Regions from separate parts of the Mus musculus genome. Here region 1 is linked to region 2. A link is a contact called in public Hi-C data. All regions are on one chromosome and are shown on one strand. The core of a region is the stretch at or near the end of the contact, and the rest is flanking DNA. Distances in the headings are between cores, read along the strand shown. Region 1 has its middle 25 kb from the start of Odf1. Region 2 has its middle 27 kb from the start of Gm35081.

Region 1 (3,404 bases), core at 856-3,355, 75 kb after region 2:
GGGTGTGTGTGTGTGTATGTGTGTGTGTGTGTGTGTGTTTGTCCTAAAGTGGTAGGTTTCCCAAGTAGTCAGGAACTGGACAGATTCTTAGCATTGACCTAAAATAAAGCAGAGTGAAGAACCGTGTTGGCTCCTTCAGGTGGTCGGTCTGCCCGTCTGTCCTGATCACAAGTCAGGCCTGCTTGCATTTGAAACATAAGACATAGAGGACAGGAGGCTGCACTCTTTTTTTTTTTTTTTTTTTTTTTTAGATTCTTCTCCTGTTGTATTTTGCTCAAGATATTTTCCCCAAAATTAGTTGAGAATCATGATGTTGAGACCTCAAAAACAGGGTGACTGACCATAGAGGGGCAGGGAGAAAAGAGCTGTAACTTGCTCCTAGGGACTGGAGAAAATTTTAAAAATAAATAAAAAGAAAAAGGAAGGTTGGAGTCCATCAGTGCTAGTCATCCTCTCCTCCCCTTCACCCTCATCATCTTCACCTTCATCCTCAACTCCTTCATCGATATCTTCCAACCCTTCCTCTCATCATCATCACCTGCCTCTCCTTCTTCATCATCCCTATTAGGAACCAAATAGTCCTGCAAGGGATTTGGCCAAATGTCATCTTTGATGACCTCTGCTAGCTCGTCAGCACCTGCGTCAGGATGGTCAGTAAACCAGGTAAAGCAGCTCTCTGGCTCTTCGTGCTGCCTCTTCCTGCTGGCCTTACGCTGCATTCGACTTGAGCGCTTTGTCAAATCCTTTCCAGATTGCCATTTGATTTCGGTGGACTTTGAAGACGGACAAAGTCATTCAGATGAAATTCTTTGGAGAGAACCTTGTTTTCAGAGTAAGGATTTTCATCAAAATAAAAATCTATTCTGTAACCTGATTTAATGTCTTCAAATTCTGTCACTTCAACTCTGGTCAAATAATGCAGAGCCTCCTCGTCCTCCTCCTCGTCCTCCTCCTCGTCCTCCTCCTCGTCCTCCTCCTCGTCCTCCTCCTCGTCCTCCTCCTCGTCCTCCTCCCCAAGCGGTGCAGACACTTGTGGATGGTTGACGAATGTTGTTACCAAAAATTTGAGATTTTGGAGATCCATTCTGACCTCTTCTGAAAAAATGGTTGGCGGAGTTTGTTATATTTTTGTTCTACTTTCAACATTCCCTCGCTGGCTTGTTCATTAAGTCTGTCTATTTTATTTTGTACTTCATCAATACGTTCAGTTGCTTCTTGCTGTTCCTTTTCTCCTTTTGGCAGGCCGGGAGAGGCCGACTTGTCCTTCAGCTTCGGGGCAGCAGCCAGTATGGGTTTCTTGGGCTGAGGCAGGATCGCAGATTACTGCTTCAGGGCCATGGAGTGAGGGAGGTGGCCGGGAGGCAGAGGCCAGTCCCCCCCACCCCCACCCCACCCCCACCCCCACCCCACCCCCACCCCCGATGTTCACAGCAGGAAGAAACTCGCAGCACCCTTAATTCTGAGACTAACATCCTATTGACTTGTCAGGGTGGAGAGTTGGAGACTAGCGTAATCTTCAACAAGTACAAATAAATGCTGCTGTCGGCATTCCTACCGAGCCACAGTCATTTATTTCAAACCCAGTTGTGAGAGTGTGGCAGTAAGAACGATTTCAGCCATTTTCAGGGTACCTTTCTCTTGGGGTCGTATTAAGATTCTGGGGTCACAGTTAGGCAGCTCTGCCCAACCCGGGCAATGGAACTATATAATGGGTCACCACCATCCAGTGTCCTGCCAAGGTCAGGGAGACTCTTCAGGCCGGGCCCACTACCAGCTGCCCTGTGTCCACTCATTGACAGTCGTGTGCTATTTGTCAAGTTTCGAGCCCATGAGGTCGGATTGTTATGGTAACCCCTACCTGTTGCCGTCATCAAACTATATTTTCAGTGGCTTGAGAAATAATTCGTGTTCCTTGCTCATGCACAAACCCAGAGCAGGTCTTCCTAATTGTTGTCTTTCTGTGGTCCAGGTGCCTTTTAATCTTGTGACTCCTTCCTGGAGTCTCGAAATGCTTTATGCTCAGAAAGAGAAGCCTCTTGCTAGGCTCCCTGCCTAGGAAATGCCTTGGTTTGCTTCTCCCCTACCCTATTGGCAAGAACTACTCACGTGGTGCCCCAGGTTTGAGGAATTCTGGGAAATGTAGTTCCTGGCCGGGCCACTCTATAAACTGGAAAAGGAACCCCAGGAAATGTGGCTTTGTGTTTCAGTTTGCAATCTTTGCCACACCCTCGATGACTCAATTCTAGCTAGCAACCACAATTCCTGGTTCACTGGAAAACAGAGCCATTGAGACATCCTGTTATCTTTTCCCTGCCAAATCTGTCAAGCTGTGAGCCCACACTCTTTCTTCTCTCTTGCTAGTGCAATGGAATGTTACAGGCTCCTTCTTAATCCTCTGTTTTGATTGAAGATGTCAAAACTAAGCTTAGCGCTAAGCAAGCTAAGGAGCCCCTAAGAAGGATGCTAGACTGCTCTGCTGGGGAGCCCCTCTGGCCAGCACCCAGGGATCAGAGTTGTCTAAAAGTTGTGTGTGCACGAACGGGCATGGGTGTGTGTGTGCAGTTCCCTCCCCTCGTGTGTAGGCTGAGCCTCTTGATTTGCCTCTACTGAATGGAATACCCCAAATGTCATGGCTGGGTTATAAGAAGATTGGGCTGTGGTTGGTTCTGTAGCTCGGTAGTATTTTCCCAGCATGCACAAGTCCATACTCATCTCATAAAATAAATAAGGAATAAAAATTTTAAAGGCTGTGTTCCACTGAGCCCATCCGTTCCTTGCTCACTGTGAAGTCAGCCACCCCACCAAGAATTGCCCCATGGAGACACTCAATGGTGAGGAATTGACATCACCTCTACCCACCCATCAGTAGGGGCCACCAATGACAGCCACAGAGTGAGCTTGGGAGTAGATTCTCTTCAGGAGGATTTCTAGATGACCGCAGTCCACAAGACAACTTGACATTAGTTTTGGGAGGGAGTCTGGGACAGAAGCAGAGGCTAAAAGTACATGAATTACTTTTCTGTAATTCTGGTCCCAGGTTATCTCGTGCCTTCTTCTGGCCTCCCAGACCATTACACATAGGTGCTACACAGAAATGTATGCAGGCAAAACATCCACATACATAAAATAATAAACACTTTTTAAATAAAAAATAATAAATAATTCAAGGCCAGGCTCAGCTTGGCAGGGAATTCCAGGACAACCTGGGCTACATGAGATCTTGTCTCAAAGAGCAGGGGTGGGGTGGGGGTAGAGCTTATCTTCAAAACCAGTTATATTTTGAAATATTAGGAGTTTGGATTTGAATATGTGAGATGGGGTGAGGTATAATTCATTTCATAATCACACAAAACTAAGACTGTAAGCAACAGCCTAGGATAAAGCGGGGGACTAGCAGAAGAGAA
Region 2 (3,559 bases), core at 150-2,649:
AGCCTCACCCTCTCTCCCATTTATTTTGTTTTTCTGGGGGTGGGGAGTGTGTGTTATTTTGTTTTGAGCCAACGTCTCACTCTCTAGCCCTGGCTACCTGGAACATACTATGTAGGCCAGACTAGCTCAAGCCTGGGGCAATCCTCTGCCTTGACCTTCTGAATGCTGGAATTACAAGCTGTACTGTACTAAGCAGGCTGCTTGCATTTATTTTCTGAAGCATAAATTCCTGCTTCCTATCCCCAGAGATTTAGATCCAGTCTGTCCAGGGAGGAACCTGTTGTTTAATAAAGTGAGATGGGGCTCGGTGTCTAGCTTGGGGATAGAGCCCTGGAAACAGCCCTGAAAAACCATCATGCCCAGTAATACATGCTTATGATAAAAGTGAATTTAAACAATGCAAAGGTTTTACACATGCACACACATGTCCACATGCATGTGTGGGCACACACATCTGTGACTTTTTTTTTTTTTTGCAAACGAGTGTGTGAACTGCCTATTCTTGCTTTTGTTCCTTTCTCCTATTAGGTTAATCAACTTGTGACATCTTTTTTTTATTCCATTTTTTACAGACAGGATTTCATATAGCACGGAGTAGCCTTGAGCTCCTGATCCTCCTGCCTCTGCCTTCCAAGGGTTAAGGTTACAGGTGTATGTCTCTTTAATTTATATATATATATATATATATATATATTTGCCATGACCAATGCCAGACAAATGACTCTGAGTAGAAAAGGTTGTATTTTAGTTTGTCCATCATGATGGGGAGGAATCCATCTTTCGACAGAGCAGAGCTCGCTCCCCAGCAGTCAGAAAGCCAAAAGAAAACTTCCGCACCCACAGGCTCTCTGCTTTGCTTTGCTTCCTTTGGGGCCAGCCTACGGGCTGTGCTCCACACATTCAGGGTGGACTATCACCCTGTAGCTAACCTTCAGTGGAAACGTTCCAGACACCCAGAAACGTGCTTTACGCACCCCAGGCATTTCTCAGTCCAATGAAGTTGATAATTCAGATTAACCATAATGCTTTGTCAAGTTCACACCCAAACATCTCTCCCTGAACCATAATGATCCTGGCCCTGAGAATTCCATGTCCTTCCCATAATGCATTCCGTACATCTCCAAGAGTTCTCATAGTCCTAATGGTTCCAGTAACGGTCCAAGTCTCCTCTGGGACTCAGGGCAAATTCTTAGCTGTGAGCCCTGTAACATCAAAACCAAACTACACATTCTCAAGACACAGTGGCACAAAGTAAACTTGTCATCCCAAAATGGAGAGAAAGGAAAGGAAAGGAAAGTGGAGCTGAAGCAAGCCCGCAGGGCAGACGCTAATCCTACGGCTATGCGCCTGGTGCCCTGTTTATGTGGTGCTGAGAAGGGACCCCAGCAGAGTCAACAGCTGGCCTCTGCGTCTGGACAGGCTCAATCCACACGGCCTGCCTGCCACAGACTGCCTCTGTTTGCTGTCTGTGGCTTGTGGTGACAGACTTTCTCACACTCTTGGCCTTTTCAACATCCTGGGGCTTCACCCTTACAGCTTCACACGTCGTTCCTGGGAGCTGTCTTTAAAGACTCACACGTGGTCATGTACAGTCTGCATTCCCAGGCCTTCTTTTGCAATCAGTGTGGAAGTCTCCATGATCCGATAGCTCTTACATTCTGTGGCTGAAAAACCAGCACCACACGAACAGCCCTAAAGCCTGCTACCAACTCCAGTGGTGGCCAGATCCCCCCCCCCCCTCCAGCCCCCAGACCATTGTTGCAATGGCCCAAGTGTCTGGGTTGGTGAACAGGGAGAAGTATTTTTCCTGTGTAGCGCTATGTGAGCAGGCCACCCTAGAATTCTCCTTTCAAAGCAAAGCATTGACATTCCAGCTCTATGCACATAGCCTGGCCAGGTCTGAGAAACCATCAAGGCATCTCCTATCTCCCCAATGCAAAGGACTTCTCTTCTTCAATCTCAGCACACTTCTTTCCTCATAAGTCTTTCAGGTCTTTCTGCTCTGCCTGCCTTTTAAGAGAATCTCATGTCTCTGACTCAACACGGCCGGTGATCAGAAGACCACAACCCGGATGCCGGGTTGCCTTAAATTCTCCTCTGACAGATTGACTATCCCGTCAGTTTTCAACTCAGCCTCCCTAGTCCACCAACTCTAAACCCAATCTCCATGAAAGGCTCAAGATGGGATAAAAATGTGGCGAAGTTCTTGGCCATAATCTCATACCTACATCCTCTATGGAGTCTAATTCTCAATTTGACTTTCTACCTAAAAACTCATGAAGAACCATCTTCATTGTACACACTTCCATTGATAGTACGTTCTTCTGACTGAGCATCAAAACGTAGAGCTTTCTGAGGCTTCTCTCACCTCCTTTTCCAAAGGCTTCTGGATTTCTGCCACAAACTAGTTCTAAGGGCTTCTGATCCACAGAGCAGCCATAATGATCCCACATTGTGAAACACAAAAAAAAGGCACCCATTTTCTGTTAGTTTTTTTGTTACATTGGCAATTACTGGACAGAAACAACTTTAAGTTGTTTAAAGGGTGAGGGGTTATTTAAGCTCGTGGCTGTTTATCAGTTAAATATGGCTAATAATCTAGTTCTCATGGATTTCTAAGGGTTATCTGTATATTAAACAAAACATGCACTTGTGTGCTCTGATCATATGCATCGTCTCTCTGTGTCTCTCTGTCTCTGTCTGTCTGTCTGTCTTCCCCCCACACTTTATATATAGATGAGTGTGTGTGTATGTGTGTGTGTGTGTATGTGTGTGTGTGTGTGTGTGTGTGTGTGTGTGTGTATTCTATGTTGGGAATGAAACTGCCAACATCCCCAGACTCTGAATACCTTTAAAATGTTTTCCAGGTAACTCTAAGACTTACAGGTTAAAGAATCATTACGGGCTGGAGAGAGGACTCAGTGATTAAGAGCACTGACTGCTCTTCCAAAAGTCCTGAGTTCAAATCCCAGCAACCACATGGTGGCTCACAACCATCCATAACAAGATCTGATGCCCTCTTCTGGAATGTCTGAAGACAGCTACAGTATACTTACATATAATAAATAAATAAATCTTTAAAAAAAAACACTACTAGGGAAATCTATATTAATCAGATTCAACATATCCTATATGTAAACCTTCAGTTGTGGATACAGACAACAGCAGCCTACCGTATGTGGTCTAAGGTTAACAATAAAATCTGTCCAAACTCATCTTTGTTATTGTACTGCCTGCCTGCCTTATTTAACAATAGTTTAATGAGCAGTGTATCTGTCTTTGAAGGGCAAGGCAAGGAGCCTGCTACCAGGTGCATCCTCAGCACACTGAAGTCATCATGCACTGGCTGGTGCTCTCTACCCCACCGTTCCCTGGCTCAGAGATAGAATAGACTAAAATAAACACAAAGCTAGGTTACCTTGGCAGAGTGTCTGCCACAGGACCCGTGGCCTTGTTATCAGCAACAATCAAAATCTGATTATCTTGAGAGCAAACAGGGGTGGCCTCCATTTCCCCATCCCATCTTCCACAGCCCAGGATCTGAAGCCTGCTCACTTCC

What was found. A called contact is a pair of places that touch in the nucleus more often than the background predicts.
Region 1: a Hi-C map of the N1E-115 cell line shows a contact between it and region 2, with 5 times the contacts expected there. The contact joins two enhancer-like sites. A contact is called at or near these places in 9 of 484 Hi-C or Micro-C datasets (the HL-1 cell line, the N1E-115 cell line, Sertoli cells and 6 more) and 2 of 115 datasets of contacts at active chromatin or transcription factors (both in embryonic stem cells).

Annotation. Positions count from the first base shown.
Region 1 is chr15:38,242,911-38,246,314 of GRCm38.p6, forward strand. It overlaps the pseudogene Gm8705. Among named protein-coding and RNA genes, the nearest start is that of Odf1, 25 kb to the left of the region's middle. Within about 2 kb of position 2,106, at least 221 of the 459 cell types and tissues checked have an H3K27ac peak or open chromatin away from gene starts, as enhancers often do. A contact at or near this core is called in the N1E-115 cell line, where this site is marked.
Region 2 is chr15:38,168,447-38,172,005 of GRCm38.p6, forward strand. No RefSeq gene overlaps it. Among named protein-coding and RNA genes, the nearest start is that of Gm35081, 27 kb to the left of the region's middle. Within about 2 kb of position 1,400, at least 32 of the 459 cell types and tissues checked have an H3K27ac peak or open chromatin away from gene starts, as enhancers often do. A contact at or near this core is called in the N1E-115 cell line, where this site is marked.